Regions from separate parts of the Mus musculus genome. Here regions 1, 3 and 4 are each linked to region 2. Evidence: chromatin contacts called from public capture Hi-C and promoter capture Hi-C data. All regions are on one chromosome and are shown on one strand. The core of a region is the stretch at or near the end of the contact, and the rest is flanking DNA. Distances in the headings are between cores, read along the strand shown.

Region 1 (4,137 bases), core at 896-3,395, 210 kb before region 2:
AGGACTGAGCTGTAGTTTAGTGGTAGAGCATTCACCTGGCGTGTGACAAGCCTAACTTCAAACTCTGGCATTAAAGGGAGGGAGGGAGATGCTGCCAAAGAGAACCCCATCTTGCAACATCGGAATGCTACTTAACCCTTTGAACCCGCAGCTTGCTGATCTGCACACTTGGGGTAGCAGTAGTGGCTAGGAGGCTGATGAGTTACCATGTAGGGAGGAAGACATGGTGGATACGCAGAACACAGCAGCAGCGCTGTGGGGAGGGGAGGGAGACAGGGACAGGTTCTGCTCCACTGAGTGGCTGGGTAGGTAGAGATGCCATCATGGATGAGAACAGGAAGAAACACTTCTGGGCCACTATCCCTGGGGTCTCCACACCAGAGTCCTGGCCATACTCGCTATAGGTAAGCTCTGCCAGCATGGTTTTTCTCTGTGTTCTTGGCTCTGGCTTATAGCAGTGCCTTTCTCTGAGATTCCCTGGTTTACAGGTATAGGTGAGTGGGTACTACAGGCATGAAGATGCAGGAAGGTACAGTAGGCCAAGATGAGAACCTAGGCTCAGTGGGTGAAGTGTACCTGAGTCAGATCTCCAGCATCCACACAGAAGCTGTGTACAAGAGCACACCTCTATACCCCTGTAAGCCTGCAGGCCCCAGAGGCACAGAAACAGGAAGGTCCCAGCTCAACCAGTAGATCAAAAATGGTGTAAGGTTGGGTTCAGTGCAAGAGCCTGTCTCTAAAACAAAAACTACAAGTAAGCAGGGCGTGGTGGTGCACACCTTTAATCTCAGCACTTGGGAGGCAGAGGGAGGTGGATTTCTGAGTTCGAGGTCAGCCAGGGCTATACAGAGAAACCCTGTCTCGAAAAAACAAACAACACAAACAAACAAAAACTACAAGTAAGGTGGGGAATGACAGAAGCCACCCAACACTGACCTTTGACCTACATGTGTGCACATGTACAAGTGAGCACACCTACATACACGTGTACGTAAAGTCAGAGGGATTAAAAAGGAAGAAGATAACTTAGCTCCCAGGAGCCCTGACTGAGGGTCACAGATCAGAGGAAGAACTGGAGGGAGGGGGGAGGCAGAACTCAGAGGTTAAGGGCGTGGGACGTGGGGGGCGGGGGCAGGCGAGGTGAGGAGACAAGAAGAGAGTCTTGTCTTGGCTGTAGGAACTGTTGAAGGTCACAGACGGTAGGCCCTGCCTGCCATGACACAGATGAATGGTGTCTTAAGGTAGTTACTGGGTATTTGGCAAAAGCAGGGTGGAAGCCCACCCAACTGGGAGTCCAAACCCCACTGCCATGAGAAGAAGAACTGAAGTAATATTTAAGGATAGGATGGAAGGAGGGAGAGCAGAGGGTGGCAGGCTCTCTGGACCTTCTGCAGCACCAGATTCAAGATTCTACACCCCCACCACCACCAAAGATTCTACTCCCAGCAGACATCTTCCTTCCTTCTGCATCCCCATCCTCACCCCAACCCCCGGCTTGGGGGATGGAACCCAGGGCCTTGCAGGCAAGCATATACCACTGAGATTCACTCTAGGCCAAGATAAATATCATTTTTAACACAGTCATCCAAAATCCCAGACCAAAAGTCTCAGCAGGTAGTGACCACTCTGTTCTTGGGGGTTGACAAGCTGAGATCCACCAGTGCCAGGGCACTCTCAGGTAGGGTGACAAAGGATGTACAGAACAAGCCCCATGTCCTTCTCAGCAAGCAATAGCCACATACAGGGTCAGGTTTGTTATTTCTAATGCCCAAAAGACTCTTCCGCAGAGCCGAAGGGACAGGATAAAAGGAAGTCCTGCGTAGGCTCACAGACACTCCGCTCCTCTCAGGTTAGTCCCTTAGTTCATTGCCTTAGACCTTCTCTGACGGTCCACCCCAACTGCAGTTTACCCAGCATCTCTATCCCTGCCTCTGCATCTCTCCGAGCTTCTTGGGCTCCCCCCTCCCAACTTCTGGGCCTCCCCAGTGCCCCTCCCTTGGGTGCCCCTCCCCGGACTACAACCCCCAGGCGCCCCCAGCCCGGGGCGCTGCGCATGCCCCCTGCTCCCCGCCCCCTCCGCTCCCCCTCCCTCCCTTCCTCCTCACCTCCCTCCGCCCCCCTCCCCCGCGCCTCGGCTCCCGCATCCCTCCATCCAACCCTGTGCCGCAGCCGCATCGCCACCGCAGCCTAGGCAGAGCCCAGTCGGCCCAGGCCCCTGTCTCTGCCTGGCCTTAGCTCCCCGCCCCCCCGCCGCGCACCTTATCCGCACATCCCTCGGAGGTCTAGCCCGGTGCCCCCAGACCCCGGCCTCCAGGACAGAGGCAAGAGGCAGAGAGCAGCAGCGGAGGCGGGAGGACGAAGAAGGGGAGGAGGAGCCCGTCGCAGGATGAAGGATCGGACTCAGGAGCTGCGGAGTGTGAGCTAAGGGGTGGGAGAGGTGGGGAGGCGGGACCCTGTATTTGGGGAGCGCTTGGGGGATGGAGTGGGGGAGGTTCTGAGACATGGGGAGCAAATGATGAGACTAGAGGTTGGAAGCCAGGAGCCCTCACATCTCCTGGCACCTGGTATCTCCAGTGAACCTGCAATTGGAGGACAGTGGCTGGAAGGAGTTGGAGGCCATTAAGACACAAGGGGGCAGGAGAGGTCTCAGGGGCCTGGGCAGCCCAAATGCCCGGGAGGACCCTAGAATCTAACCTGGGGGTGGGAGAAAGTGAATGTCAAGAGAGGATTGGGGGACACCATCATCCCCTAGAGCAGGCTTGTCAAATTAGGCGGATGGAGGGGGTGGTTGCTGGCCAGGCCGGGTCCAGGAGGACCCAGATTTGGGATGCTATGGAGGACACAGGTTGGAACTAGATGCCAGCACCTGGCAGTGAATGAAGTGTGTGGTGGTACTGGTGGTGGTGGTGGTGGTGGTGGTGGTGGTGGTGTGTGTGTGTGTGTGTGTGTGTGTGTGTCCACGCGCACGCGCACTGGTATGTTGCTCCGTGGGGAGAGGGCACTGCTCAGAGGGGGAGTGTGTGTGTGTGTGTGTGTGTGTGTGTGTGTGACTGAGTTCCCCTGGGCCAGAGCCTCAGCTTAGGTGACCCCAAAGGTGAGAGAGGAGAGAAAGATCCATCCACCAGGTCACAGAATTGGGTTGTGTGACATAGGCCACACAGTGCTTGGGGGAACTGGAGCATGGGAGCAGCCAGGGGCAGGCTGCTGGAAGCCAGGGGCCAGGCTCCAGGCGGTTGGCCAGCAGAGCTGGAGGAGGAAAGGTGGGGGGCTGCAGGGGAGGCTGCTCTTTGGAGGGACTGTGCTCGCCTGCTGAGAATGGTTTTGGGCAGGGAGGGTGCCGAGACATTTTAAGAATGACATGAGCCCAAGGAGCTTGAGGTTCCAGTTTGCTGTGTGACAGTGGCCTCTGGATTGGGATATGTCAGAATTCCAAGGGATTGTTACTCTACGTGACAGATTGGGAAACTGAGGTTCAGGGATGGGAAGGGACTGGCCCAAGGTCATCAAGCAAGTATGTGTGTGGTACAGGTCAAATGGCTCAGGGGCCTCCAGGCTGCCGAGTTGACCATGGGACTACACCCTCCGGCCTTTGAAACACAAGTTTTAGAGTGTTGTTGGAAGCCTCCAAAGGTTGGGCCTGGAGTTGGGGACCCTGGTTCACAGGCCATACGGGGAAGGAACACAGTGGCTCTTTGGAGAGGAAGTGGGGAGAATGAAGGAGCTGACTGTGAGGGAGGAGATGTGAAGGAGTATTTACTGCGTGAGGAAAACCATAGTAGCAATGGCAACTGTACTGTGTGTGTTTTATAGGAAATCACCTCTGATTCCCGGCAATCTTATGAGGCTGGTGTTAGCATGATCTCATCTCACAGAAAAGGGAACAGAGGCTCAGAGACATTAAGGAACTTGGCCAAAGTTACAGAGCTAGAAAAAGGCAGGATTCAAACCCAGACCAGCAGCCTCAGTATCCTAACCGCCCCCCCTCCAGGTGCAGTTTGCAAAGCAGGTTGTCATGGCAATCCCATTAGATCCCAACCAACTTCCTGGTAAGGTAGACAGAGAGTCTGCCTTGTCTAATATTCAGGAAAACTGAAGCCCAGAGGGTTTAAAGATTTCCCCAAGCCACACAACTAAACA
Region 2 (4,342 bases), core at 766-3,265:
AAAACTGCCAGGACCATACCAGGAACCCAGAATTTTCTGCCTATGGCCCAGATTTATTAATACAGAGTTTATAAAGACCCCCCCCCACACACACACACACACAAAGTTACAAAGTGATAGCTTTCGGGGCTCAGGGAGTTAACTCACATCCTGCCTTTATGTAAGCAGTGTCTGACTTCAACAGACATCCTGCAGGTGCCTTAGTTTTCTCCAGCAAGCAAGCAGTTTTTTGTTTTGTTTTGTTTTTTTTTTAAACAAAACTAGTGGTTAGTTCCCAGGACCCATTGTCTTGCAAGGACAATAGAGGCAGTTTCTTAAGTTTAGCTTGCAGTTCAGGGCAGTCCTTATCTTAGGCAAGTTTGCTGTCAGGGTGCATTTTACTAACTAGCAGTTTACAAACTGAAGCAGTTTTCTCATTGATTTGTTAAGTATAGCAGTCTTTAAATTTTGAACGTTATTCATTATTATAAGTCAATATTTATTTATTGGTGTTTTAACATGTAGCCTCACTGTGTAGCCTAGGTTGGTCTTTTCCCCCCATTAATTTATTTATTCACTTTATATCCCCATTGCTGCCCCCTTCTTCCCAGGCCTGCCCCTATCCCCCTTCCCTTCTCTTCTGAGAGGGTGGAGCCTCCCCTGTTTCTATTCCCTCACCCTGGCACATCAAACATAGCTAGATGCATCCTCTCCCACTGAGACCAGACAAGGCAGCCCAGTTAGGGGAACAAAATCCACAGGCTGGCAAAAGCTGTAGAGACAACCCCTGATCCAGCTGTGGAGGACTCACATGAAGACCGAGCTATATACATCTGCTACATGTGTGGGGGAGGGGGGTTTGACCCAGCCAGTATATATTCACCTAGGTTGGTCTTAATTCATGGTGATTTTCCTGTGTCAGCTTGCAGTGCTAGAGTCACAGCTATTCACTCCCATACAGGGCTTGGAATTTATTTATTTATTTATTTATTTATTTATTTATTTATTTATTTATTTAAGGTTTGAAACGAGTCCTATTGTGCATCCCAGGCTGATCCTGAAGTCCAACTCTTGATTCTCCTGCCTCAGCCTACTAATGGCTGAAGATTACAGGTGGTGTGCTTAGCTACTATGGAACTTTTTGAGGGTAGAATGTTCAATTGTTCAACTCTGGTCTCCTCACACCTGGGTTCATTGAAAACTGTGGCCTCGAACTTTACCTCACATCTCATGTCTTGATTAATTTGCCTTGTAAAATGGGGATGATTCTAAGTCCTCTCTCAGGATGTGGTGGGGAGAAAATGAGACACAAGCAGGAACAGTTTGGGAGCCCTGTGAGGTTCCTTGTTTAGAAACAGGGTCTCGCTAGGTAGCCTGGAGCTATGTGGGCCACGAATATTTTGAACCTTCAGGTCCTCCTGCCTCTGTCTCCCAAGCAACGGAATTACAGGAATTCACCACTACTTCTTGCTCCCTAAGTTTATGGAAGGATTGCCCTGCAGTGAGTTGCATACCTTACCACCGAGCTGCTGGGAAGGGGTAATGCTTGCCTACCTTGTCAGTTTCTTCCTCCAGGGAGACCTGACCACCGGTGGGGGGGTGAGAGGTGGGTAAGAGGGTCCGTAGCGCTGGGTAGCCTTGCCTGGCCCATTAGCTTCTGCTCTTACCGCTAGGTCAGCCCACCCAACCTTTGCTTTCACCTCCTAATCACCAACCCAGGCATACCAGCCCCAGTCCTGGGTGAGTCCAAACAAAGGCGGGTCTCAGGGGACCCGCGGCGGCCGAATCTGAGATCAGCTTAACTGAGCGGCTGGCAGAGTCTTTGGAGAGAATGGCCAGAAATCCGAAGACCTTCGCCGGCCTCTGAGCTCCCCCAAAAGCTGATCTTCCGTGATTCCACTAGACACTGGGAGAGGGGCGTCATCAGCCACCTCCTTGCTTCCATACCCACCCCCTCATTTTTTCCCAGGCTGTGGGAGGCAAAGGGTTAAATCCCATAGAGCTGATGTTCTGACTCCAGGCTAGAGGGGCCCGGGAAGCTGGGGTCACTTCCTGCTCCGTCCCAGTCACCCTGAACTGGTCCCCGGGTCCTCAGCCTGGAATCACCCCTTGAGAAGGACCCTAGAGTTCCCGGCATCTAGCCCGTCCCCCGAGGCAGGGCACTTAAGGGGTTAAGTCCCCTGGGGCTGGCCTCTGCCTTTCGGCTTTTCCCAGACCCCAGAGCCGTGAGTTGGGGCCGCCTGGGTTCCCGGGGTGGCCTGGAGGCCCGGGACAGCCGCCGGGGAACAATAGGGCCAAGGAGGCGGCGACGGGCGAGGGGCGCAGGCCGGGCCCGGGGCGGCGGGGGACGGCGGCCGGGGGATTGTGAGAACCGCGCGGGGACCGCCGTGGGGGAGGGGAGGCGCGCGCGCCCAGAGAGCGAGTCCGGCCGGGGGCGGCGAGGCGGCCGCCGCTCTCCCGGAGCCGGGCAGCCTGGGCGTCCGCGGCGGGGAGGGAACGCCGGCGGCTCGCCTGGGCTTTGGGAGCCGGGGACAGGGTGGGTGCTCCCGGCCGGAGGCGCTCAAGTCTTGGTCCGCCGGGGTGCGGGGGGCGGCGTCGAGGGCGGTCCCGCTGCCTCCTGGTCAGGGTCACCCTGGGCCGCGCGCACCTCCGCGGGAAGGCAGCCGTCTCCGGCAGTCCTTCCCGCCTCGGTCCTCTGGGGGTCGTCCGGGGCAGGAGGCTGGCGCTCTTGGGCCTGGGCTGGTTCCCAGTAGTAGTCGCCTCGCAGTCTTTGCTACTTCTTGCATGTGGCCTGGTTATTAACTCTTTCCCTTCTACGGTAGGCCCTTGAGTTTTAAGTTTCTCTGTCCAAGTATCTAAGCTCCTACCTGTTCTCGGTCAGCTCAGCAGGGTAACCTTCTCCTCTCCGGGGGGCCCCCATCTCTCCCTAAAAACACTTAGAGATAGGGGATGGCTAACTCACTTCTCGGCTGCATTAGCAGTTGGTCAGCTGTCCATTGCTTCACCTGCTTCACACCCCAGCTACCTCTTGGTGAGCTTTGTCCTCTTTGTCCCTGTGCACAAAGTACCTATGCACACTGTCACCCCGAGGGTAGATTATTCCAGGGATTCCGTTAGATGTCAGCGCCCTCCTGCAGCCCTGTTCTCTCTCCTGGGGATCACCCCCGGGATTTTGAGTGACAGATATGACTCCTTCCCCTGGGGGCTCACTCTGACGAACTTATGTCACTTTTCTGACATCGATCTGCAAACTGATCTTAAAAGACACTGAACAAGATAGGCTGGCTTTCTGGGAGCATGAGGTGTCCAGCTCACTCAGTCCTCCAGCAGAGTTTTTACTGGGTACTTGTCCTAGGTGTGTGATGAAGCATCAACAAAAAGAATAAGGCAGAAGGATGGGTCCCCAGGTGTGTGTCTGGGTGGCTTTGGGGACATCCGTACCTAGAGCTCAGAGACGCAGCCTCTCAGACCTCCTCACTGGGTCTGACTTTTGCAGCCGAGGGAACTGGGCTTCCCTGCACTTTTCTGGCTCATTCTCGGGCTTCCGAGCTCTCCTCCTCTCCTGCCAGGAGACCACAAGTAGGAGTCTCATGTGACTGTCAAGGTCAACCCATGCCACAGGGCAAGCCAAACACAGAACGCGGAATTTGTGGTCTTAGCCCTGTTACTTCCCGCCTTGGGGCCTTGGAGACATTTCCCCCAGTGTCTACTTACTAATCTGTAAAATGGACAAATGACTCTTAAGTCTCTCAAGGCAGTGAAAGGAAGAAGACACCTGGTAGTCACCTATGCTCTCTACACACTTGCTTCCCTCCCCTCCTTGCTTGTCCTTTCTCCTTCATTTTGTTTGAGACAAGGTCTCGGGTAGCTGGGACTGACCTTGACCTTGACCTTCTGATCCTCTGGTTTCCATCTCCCAAGTATGCCACCGAGTCAGGCTCCCCTTTTCCTTGCCTTCGTCTCCTGTAGGAGCCCCTGACTTCAGACTCCCCTTCCCACCCATAGGCTATCCTCTGTGCTTGGAGAATGGCAAACTGCCCCCACTCTTTGTGAGTAGTTGTCCCTTCAGGGAAACTTTTTTTTTTAACCCCTTAAAAAGAGTCAGTCTCAGTTCTCTCTGGGGCTCATAAGGGAAAAGTTTATTGCTCTCAATTAGCAGTCCCATAAAGGAAGAAAATTGGAGTCTTAATGAGCTTCCTCTGATTTGCAAAATAACACGTTTCCAGGCCTCTGGGCATCAGATGTGTGGGGTGAAAGCCTGCCTCCCATCTGAATGTTGGATAGCGCTCCAGCCTTCAGTGCAGGTACAGAGGGTTATGACGATGGGGTTTCCATTGCCTCTCCATTCACCGACTTGCTTCAT
Region 3 (4,244 bases), core at 1,415-3,914, 220 kb after region 2:
ACCCTTTTAATCCCAGCATTAGGGAGGCAGAGGCAGGAAGATTTCTGTAAGTTTGAGCCCAGCCTGGAAACCTGGGCTACACAAAGAAATTATGTCTGGGAAAAAAGCAAAACAAAACAAACACACAACACACACACACACACACACACACACACACACACACACACACACACACACAAAGAGAGAGAGAGAGAGAGAGAGAGAGAGAGAGAGAGAGAGAGAGAGAAAGACACTTGACTGAGCAAGTACCTGTGGAATAGCATGTTCAGTCCCCTGTGCATATGCCAGGGAGTGCTAGAGCTGCCTTCATGTGGGAGATTTATTTTTAGGCTTTTTGGTTGATTTCCAGGCTGACTGGACCAGTTTTCCATCCCATCAACAGTGAATGTGTGGCCCCGTTCCTTGTGTCCTCTGCAGCATTCATTGTTAGTTAAGCTGTTTATTTATTTTTTTCCCATTCTGGCTGGGGTCAGATGAAATCTCAAAAGACATTGTCTTGACTTTCATTTCTGTAATTGCTAGGGATGATGAACATTTCTGGAGATATTTCTTAGTCATTCCTATTTCTTCCCTTTAGAACTCTGTATTCAGATGCTATGCCCTTATTCTGAATGGGTCATATGTGGATTTTTTTGTTTGTTTTTTGAGTTCTTTGTGTATTCTGGTTATGAACACTCGTCAGACAGACACACAGCCGCTGAGGATGCTGGTGTCAGGCCCATCAGATAACATCTGATCATCCGACTGAAACTTTAAAAGGCAGAGGGGCTTGGAACAATGGGTTTCACATTCTGAAGACAGCAGCTGACAGCCCAGAGCAGCACTCCCACCAAAGCTCTGCCATAGCTGTGCACCGCATGCATCCTGGGCACTCACTGTCAGCAGCCTCCCAGAGCCGAAGCTCCCTGTGTCACTCGGACCTTGGCACAATCTGCTGGGAGATCTGAAATCACTCTGGGCCATGGGAAGTCATACCTGCTCCATCTTTAAGTTTAGTACAGTGAGCAGAAACCTGATCTTGACCCAATGTATTTGCACCAAGACATAGAAGAAAGGCAGGGAAAATTATGGGTGCATGACAAAGGAAGATAGCCCCTTGTCCTGAAGTCTGGCTGAAGCGCCTCCCCAGTGAGAAAGAAAGAAATTTAGCAAATTAACATTTGCTGTGAATGATGCTGAGTACAGATAAGATTCCTTTCTTTTTTTTCTTTCTTTTTTCCTTTTTTTTTTTTTTTTTTGTTTGTTTTTTCGAGACAGGCTTTCTAGGTAGCCCTAGCTGTCCTGGAACTCATTCTGTAGACCAGGCTGGCCTCAAACTCTGAAATCCGCCTGCCTCTGCCTCCCAAGTGCTGGGATTAAAGGCGTGTGCCACCACTGCCCAGCCAAGATTCCTTTCATAGGTAGGTATTTTATATTAAAATAGCAATGAACCAGACTGAAAACCTGGATGTATATGACCGTGAGTAGGGCCTCATTCCTCTCTTGGATATTTCATGGGAATCTCACAATCTTCCCAGAAACTTTAATTCCTTCCTGGAAGTGAAGGGGAAAAAAAATCCAGATGGGCAGATGTAGAGTTTTAGAAGATTAGGTCGTGAATGTTCCGAGTGTCCTGGCTGATCAAAGACCAGCTCTATGATCTCAGACATGTGTCAAGGACAGTATTTCTCAACTACTTTGAGATGTGTAGACCAAGCTGGTGGAAACAACCTCTGAGACTGCTATACTTTCTAGCTTATTAATATTCTTCCTGCCACAGGCTTTCTGGGGCTCCACAATACACTGACCAGAAGAAAAACACCAAACACCTGTTAATTCCTGAGTCCAGCCATTGCTGGACCTCCATCTTGCTGACAGGGTTCAGGATCCCAGGCTGGAACTAACAACTATCCTGTGACTTTAGGTGTTTCATGTTTGTTATCCAGTAAAGGCTGTAAAGAGGGATGTTGCTGTTATTTGCTGTCTAAACTAAGGCACACAAGTCATAAATGTGCAGATTGCCCACTCCATTGTTCCCTTATCATTCTAAATTCCAGACCAGTCCAGGATGCGACCTGGCTGCAAAAGCTAAATCAAGGAACCTGAAACAAAGTGACGCTGATGAGGTCCAGTCACCAAAGTTAACTTCCTTGCTTAACCCATTGTGTGAAAGACTGACTAACGCAACAGTGCACCCAAGTCCCCCTTGCTTTGTGTTTTCATCCTATGAAAACGTTATATAAGCTCTGTTCCGGGATGCTGTTCAGCTCCCAAATTGGCCACTACATACGCGTGCACAGAAATAAAGCTTTCATTTTTAAACTTCTATCTCTGAAATGAGTTTTCTCAGATTCTACCCCAACCCAAAATTCACAGACTGCTTCCACCTAGCTTAACTTGAGAGTGGTGTGAACACACAGAATCTGTACCATTCCTCAACTGCACGATACTCGCGGTCCTGGAGTCCCCGCCCACATAGGCACGTCCACTTCAGTCTTGGTCTTAGATTGGCACTTGTAGACACTTTGGCCATTTTGGATGAGGGCTAGAAAACAATGACCCAGGAAATCCGGTGACGTAACCTTGGGCGGGACCCCAGGGATCAAGGTTCTTGTTACTCCCCGCCCCGCCCCGCCCCGCCCCGCCCCCACACGTTTATGCACAAATACTGCTACCATTTCTATGAGTTCATCACCACGTCTTGCATCTGTACCTGCTTCTAGGAATCTTCAATTTTCACCTACATTAGGGTGCTCACGGACCTGATATATGTCCTTTCTCAGCCCTGGTACCCCACCGCGGCAACCTAGGATCTGGCAGGCGATCCAGGGGACGCCAGGCAGATCACGGAACAGTGCGGGGAGTCCCCATGGCGCCGCGGATGGCCCCGGAAAGGGCCTCCGCTTGGCCTGCATTCCTTAAGCCTGGGACTGTGAGCTTCGCGGACGTGGCCGTGTACTTCTCCCCGGAGGAGTGGAGGTGTCTGCGGCCGGCGCAGAGAACCCTGTACCGAGAGGTGATGCGCGAGACCTATGGTCTCCTGGCCTCTCTGGGTGAGAACCTTCCTGGCCGCCTGGGTTCGCGTAGCCCTTGACACTGTGGGTCATGCGGTGGATCGGAGTTCCCTGGGTACGGGTGGTCGTAACAAGTGGGTCGACCTGACTCGTGGGGTTTGCTATCTTTCCCTCCAGAAGTCGGGGGCGACAAACCAGCGCTCATCTGCTGGGTGGAGGAAGAGTCCGAAGTGTGGGGACCCGGTGCCCAGGAGCCAGAGGTGGCCATGTGCAGGACAGAAGTCCACTCAGGTGAAGGACTGGGTACTTGCCTGGGGAAACTTCTGTGTTGCCAGCCTGTGTGGTGTCTTCTAGTGACTGCACTTACTGCCTGGCAGTTTCTTCCCTGTTTTTCTGTTTCTTGGCCAAAGCCATGATGGCTGGCCCCTGGATTCATCTGAAAAGGGTTCTGTCCAGTGCTCTCACCTCATATCTACAGGGTCACTAGGCTGTATAGGTTGTAGCCCCTCGTTCCCACTCCTCTGCTGCCATCTCTGTGACTGCGTTCTGGAGTCTCCTTCAGTTCTTGCTGTCCACCTCTGACAAGTGCTTAGCTCACTGCACTTGGGAATGGGGACCACACAGACACCTTTCTTTATGCTGCATCTGGACATCTGTGCACCACGCATGCTCAGATGCTGTGGCCTCTCCCCTCCTGTGCCCTGTTTCCATGTGGGGCTGTGGGAATCGAGGGGCAGTAGAGTCAGAGTCTGAGCTTTGTCATGGTCTCCCAGCAGATTGCAGGCACGAGAAGGAAGGGAAGAGACCAAGGGAAGAGACCAAGGCAACCAAGAAGATACTTTCTCCAGAAGCTGGGCCTATGGAGCCACGCCCCTCCTTTGCTTCCCCTTCTTGCAACTTGGAGCTGCTTTTCAAGAACTCTCAGCAGGGGCACCCCACTGTTGCGGTGCACAACCCTATCCTAAAAGCAGACCAGCGTCATGGGTGCCATGTGTGTGGGAAGAGTTTTGCCCACCAGTCCAAACTGGTGGAGCACCTGTACACTCACACAGGTGAAAAGCCATTTCAGTGCCCAGACTGCGACAAGTATTTCGGCCGGGCTTCTTCCCTGAGCATGCATCGAGCCATACACCGAGGGGAACGGCCGCATCAGTGTCCTGACTGTGGGAAGAGTTTTACCCAGCGGTCCACATTGGTGGCGCACATGTACACTCACACAGGCGAAAAGCCGTTCCATTGCCCTGACTGCAA
Region 4 (4,392 bases), core at 647-3,146, 240 kb after region 2:
AGCCTTGGAGGGGTGCTGCTTACTGGCTTGCTCAGCTTGCTTTCTTACAGAACCCAGATCTATCAGCCCAGGGATGCCACCGCCCACAATGGGCACTTCCACCTTGATCAATAATTGAGAAATATTATTGTCAATTATGTCTTATTATGCTGGATCTCATGGAGGCATTTCCTCAAGAAATTTCCTAAGAAAAGATGTTTCTCTGCCAAATTTATTTAACTTTCATCTCTACCTGTTGTGTGTGTGTCTGTGTGTTTCAGCATCTTGTCAAGTCCAGCCATTTACTACATCCAGGACAGCTCCAGAGAAGCAACCCACCGGTGCTCCCATCTTCTTTCACAGGCACAGATGCACCTATTGGACCTGCTCCATCCTCTCTCTCCATAGATGGTTCCACAGACCCTGGACAGCAAGGAAACAGCCAACTCTGCTAAGACTGGACCGACTTCCCCATACCCATTTTCTTAGGGTTCCCAGACACATGTCACCCCAAAGTCAGCAGGAAGTAGTCAGACATCATGATAGTCAGACATCATGACAACCCTACTCCTGCTTCACCATCACCACTTTGAAAATTTCCCTTTTTTTAATTAAACCAAAATGGGGGAATGTTAACATTTCTTCTAGGCTCTGCCCTCGTTTCCTGCCAACAGCCATGACTCATTATAAAAGGGTCTGCTTGCTCCCTCCTTTTGCTCTCTTGCTCTCTAACCCTCTTCTGCTCTGTCCCTTCTCTCCCCATTCCCCTCCCCCCTCTATATGTGTTCTACTCCCTCTCTTTCTCTGTCTCTCTCTCTTTCTCTCTCAATCCCTCTATCCTTCCCCCTTCTCTCCCTCTCTCTCTGTCTCCCTGCCTCTGTCTCTATTAAGCAGTCAACTCTCCTCCCCATGCCTTAAATGAACTCTATTCTATACTGTACCATTGTGAGCTGGTCCCTCTGGAGGAATGGATGCCTGAGCATGAGCTCACAGAGGTACCCCATTCACCTACCCCACACTGTGCCTCCACCAACATATCCCTGGTTTCTTTGTCTTTTTTTATAAAGTACAAACAGCTCTGAATGATGACAAATAGGATAATATCCCTTTTGTAAGTAGGTATTTTTATATTAAAATAACAATGAGTCAGACTTAAATCCTTACTGTGAGTTGGACCTCATTCCTCCCGGGACTCTCACAAATGGCCCAGATATCTTAACTCCCTCCTATGAGTGAGGCAGAGAAATCCAGTTGGGCAGGTGTACATCTAACCTTTTAGAAGATTAGATGGTCTGGAATGTCCCAGGTGTCCTGGCTGATCAAAGATCAGCTCTGTGATCTCTGATCTGTATCAGGAGCAGTCAGTATTCCTCAACTAGTTTGAGATTTGTAGACCAAGCTGGTGGAACCACCCCAATTGGAGGCCTGCTTCATTTGATAGCTCATTAACAGGGCTGGAGAGATGGCTCAGCAGCTAAGAGCACAGACTGCTCATCCTAAAGGTTCTGAGTTCAAATCCCAGCAACCACTTGATGCCTCACAACCATCTCCTGGTGTGTCTGAAGACAGCTACAGTACTCGTTGAAATTAATTTAAAAAAAAAAAAAAAAAGCTTATTAACAGCCCTCCCTCCACAGGCTTGCTTCTAGCTCCAAGATGAACACTGACCACAAATAAAATACTAAACATCTATTCACAGGCCGCTTCCACCTAGCTGACTGTGAGAGGGGTGTGGTTCTCCTGAGACCATAAAACCCTCCCTGTTTGTGGTGCTCACAGGCAGGGTGTGTCATGTTGGCCTGCCAGCCTGGGACTTGTTCTCAGACTGGCACTTGTAGACTCTGTGGCCATTTTGGTTGAGGGCTTGATGTCATTGGTGCAGGAAGTCACGTGATACAACCCTGGGCAGGACCGCTAGGGAGCGTAGTTTTGAGACGCCGCGCCCAAGTCCACATTTTTACTCGGTCTTCCGGAAATCTCCGCTGTGCTCCTATCAGTTTTCACTTTTTCCCTACGTTAAGGTGCACACGGACCTGGTTCCTGTCCTTTTTCAGCCCTGGTACCCGAAAACGGACACGTTGGACTGGGCAGGCAATCCCAGGAGTGCGGGGCTGACCCAGGGACTGTGCGGGGAGTCTACATGGCGCAGGTGATGGCCCCGGGAAGGGCCTCGGTACCGCCTGTGTTCTGTAAACCTGGGACTGTGAGCTTCGCGGACGTGGCCGTGTACTTCTCCCCGGAGGAGTGGAGGTATCTGCGGCCGGCGCAGAGAGCCCTGTACCGAGAGGTGATGCGCGAGACCTACGGTCTCCTGACCTATCTCGGTGAGAACCTTCCTGGCCGCCGTGGTCGCGATGCCTGTGACACCGTGGGTCCTGCGTGGCAGCAGAGAGACCTGGGCACGGGCGGTCGGAACCAACTGGGTCGTCCTCCTGACTAGTGGGTTTGCTATCTTTCCCTACAGACGTCGGATGCGCCAAACCAGCGCTCATCAGCTGGGTGGAGGAAGAGTCCGAAGTGTGGGGACCCGGTGCCCAGGATCCAGAGGTGGCCATGTGCAGGACAGAAGTCCACTCAGGTGAAGGACTGGGTACTTGCCTGGGGAAACTTCTGTGTTGCCAGCCTGTGTGGTGTCTTCTAGTGACTGCACTTACTGCCTGGCAGTTTCTTCCCTGTTTTTGTTTCTTGGCCAAAGCCATGATGGCTGGCCCCTGGATTCATCTAGAAAGGGGCTGTGATTGTTCTGTCCAGTGCTCTCACCTCGTATATACAGGGCCACTAGGCTGTACGGGTTGTAGCCCCTCGTTCCCACTCCTCTGCTGCCATCACTGTGGCTGCCTTCTGGAGTCTCCTTTAGCTCTTGCTTTCCACCTCTGAGAAGTGCTTAGCTTACTGCACTTGGGAATTGGGACCACACAGACACCTTTCTTTTCTTTTCAATTCTTTTCCTTTATTTTTTATTTTTTATTTTTTTAGAGGGTTTCTCTGTGTAGCCCTGGCTGTCCTGGAACTCACTCTGTAGACCAGGCTGGCCTCGAACTCAGAAATCTGCCTGCCTCTGCCTCCCAAGTGCTGGGATTAAAGGTGTGCGCCACCAAGCCGAGGCCCAGACCCCTTTCTTTATGCTGCATTTGGACATCTGCACACTGCACATGCTCAGATGCTGTGACATCTCCACTCCTGTGTCCAGTCTGTCCCCTTGTGGGGCTGTGGAAATTAAGGGGCAGTAGAAGTCAGAGTCTGAGCTTTTTTCATGGTCTCCCAGCAGATTGCAGGCACGAGAAGGAAAGGAAGAGACCAAGAGAAGAGACTGAAGCAATGCAGAAGACATTTTCTCCAGAACCTGGGCAGAAGGAGCCACAACTCTCATTTGCTGTCTCCGCTAGTGGAATTCAAGCCACGGTCCTAAGGGCAGACAAGCGTCACGGGTGCCATTTGTGTGGGAAGAGTTTTGCCCGGCGGTCCACGTTGGAGGCACACATGTACACTCACACAGGTGAAAAGCCGTTTCAGTGCCCAGACTGCAACAAACGATTTGGCCGGTATTCTTCCCTGAGCACTCACCGAGCCATACACCGAGGGGAACGGCCGCACCAATGTCCTGACTGTGGGAAGGGTTTTACCCAGCGGTGCACTTTGGTGGCACACATGTACTCTCACACAGGTGAAAAGCCGTTTCAGTGCCCAGACTGCAACAAATGCTTCGGCAGGTATTCCTCCCTGAGCATGCACCGAGCCATACACCGAGGGGAACGGCCACACCAGTGTCCTGACTGTGGGAAGGGTTTTACCCAGCGGTGCGCATTGGTGGAGCACATGTACTCTCACACAGGCGAAAAGTCATTCAATTGCCCTGATTGCTGCAAGTCCTTTGGTCGGCCATCTTCCCTGAGCAGGCACCGGGCCATACACCTCGAGGAGCGGCCTCATCGCTGCTCTCACTGTGGCAAGACTTTTACACAGCGCTCTTCACTCACCAGCCATCTCCGTGTCCACACTGGGGAGAAGCCTTACTGTTGTGCTGATTGTGGACGCTGCTTCAGCCAGCGCTCTAGGCTCCATGAGCACCAGCGAGTGGTACACAGCGGTGTGACCCCCTTTTCTTGCACTCACTGTGGCAGTGCCTTTGCGGATTCCAAATATCTTCGGCGCCACATGCGCATCCATACAGGTGAGAAGCCTTATTCATGCCCTGACTGGTCGCTGCTTTCGCCAGGGCACCGAAATTCCAGCCCATAGGAGGACCCACACTGGCGAGCGTCCTTACCCCTGCCCTCAATGTGGCAGGCAGTTTCGCACAAAGTCAGCTATGACAAGCTACCAGTGGGTCCTTAGACCAGGATTAAAGGCCATAAGGACAAAAAAGCCAGTCAGTTATCTATATCCCTGGACCCTAGACAAGAGGACCCGGAT

What was found. Promoter capture Hi-C pulls out the DNA fragments that hold promoters and counts their contacts. Capture Hi-C pulls out chosen DNA fragments and counts their contacts.
Region 1: a contact with region 2 is called in a promoter capture Hi-C map of liver, with 4 times the contacts expected there. The contact joins the promoter of Stx1b here to the promoter of Zfp629 in region 2. A contact is called at or near these places in 1 of 39 promoter capture datasets (liver), 1 of 484 Hi-C or Micro-C datasets (urothelial organoids), 1 of 115 datasets of contacts at active chromatin or transcription factors (embryonic stem cells) and 1 of 9 other capture datasets (adipose tissue).
Region 3: a contact with region 2 is called in a promoter capture Hi-C map of liver, with 4 times the contacts expected there. The contact joins the promoter of E430018J23Rik here to the promoter of Zfp629 in region 2. A contact is called at or near these places in 4 of 39 promoter capture datasets (cranial neural crest, embryonic stem cells, liver and 1 more), 1 of 484 Hi-C or Micro-C datasets (cortical neurons), 2 of 115 datasets of contacts at active chromatin or transcription factors (bone marrow-derived macrophages and embryonic stem cells) and 2 of 9 other capture datasets (adipose tissue and embryonic stem cells).
Region 4: a contact with region 2 is called in a capture Hi-C map of macrophages, with 4 times the contacts expected there. The contact joins the promoter of Zfp747 here to the promoter of Zfp629 in region 2. A contact is called at or near these places in 1 of 39 promoter capture datasets (the SN4741 cell line), 1 of 15 datasets of contacts at CTCF or cohesin (large pre-B cells), 2 of 484 Hi-C or Micro-C datasets (the P5424 cell line and cortical neurons), 6 of 115 datasets of contacts at active chromatin or transcription factors (bone marrow-derived macrophages, cardiomyocytes, embryonic forebrain and 3 more) and 4 of 9 other capture datasets (embryonic stem cells, liver, macrophages and 1 more).

The regions. Positions count from the first base shown.
Region 1 is chr7:127,822,539-127,826,675 of GRCm38.p6, reverse strand. Stx1b (syntaxin 1B) reads left to right here and starts at 2,145. Exons shown (of 10, transcript NM_024414.2): 1 at 2,145-2,416. The coding sequence starts at 2,387.
Region 2 is chr7:127,612,945-127,617,286 of GRCm38.p6, reverse strand. It overlaps Zfp629 (zinc finger protein 629), which reads left to right and starts at 2,015. Exons shown (of 3, transcript NM_001362196.1): 1 at 2,015-2,204.
Region 3 is chr7:127,392,041-127,396,284 of GRCm38.p6, reverse strand. E430018J23Rik (RIKEN cDNA E430018J23 gene) reads left to right here and starts at 2,664. Exons shown (of 3, transcript NM_198011.2): 1 at 2,664-3,032; 2 at 3,171-3,284; 3 at 3,770-4,244. The coding sequence starts at 2,849. It also overlaps a transcript of Zfp764 not described here.
Region 4 is chr7:127,373,554-127,377,945 of GRCm38.p6, reverse strand. Zfp747 (zinc finger protein 747) reads left to right here and starts at 1,896. Exons shown (of 3, transcript NM_175560.3): 1 at 1,896-2,303; 2 at 2,444-2,557; 3 at 3,248-4,392. The coding sequence starts at 2,120. The coding sequence ends at 4,218.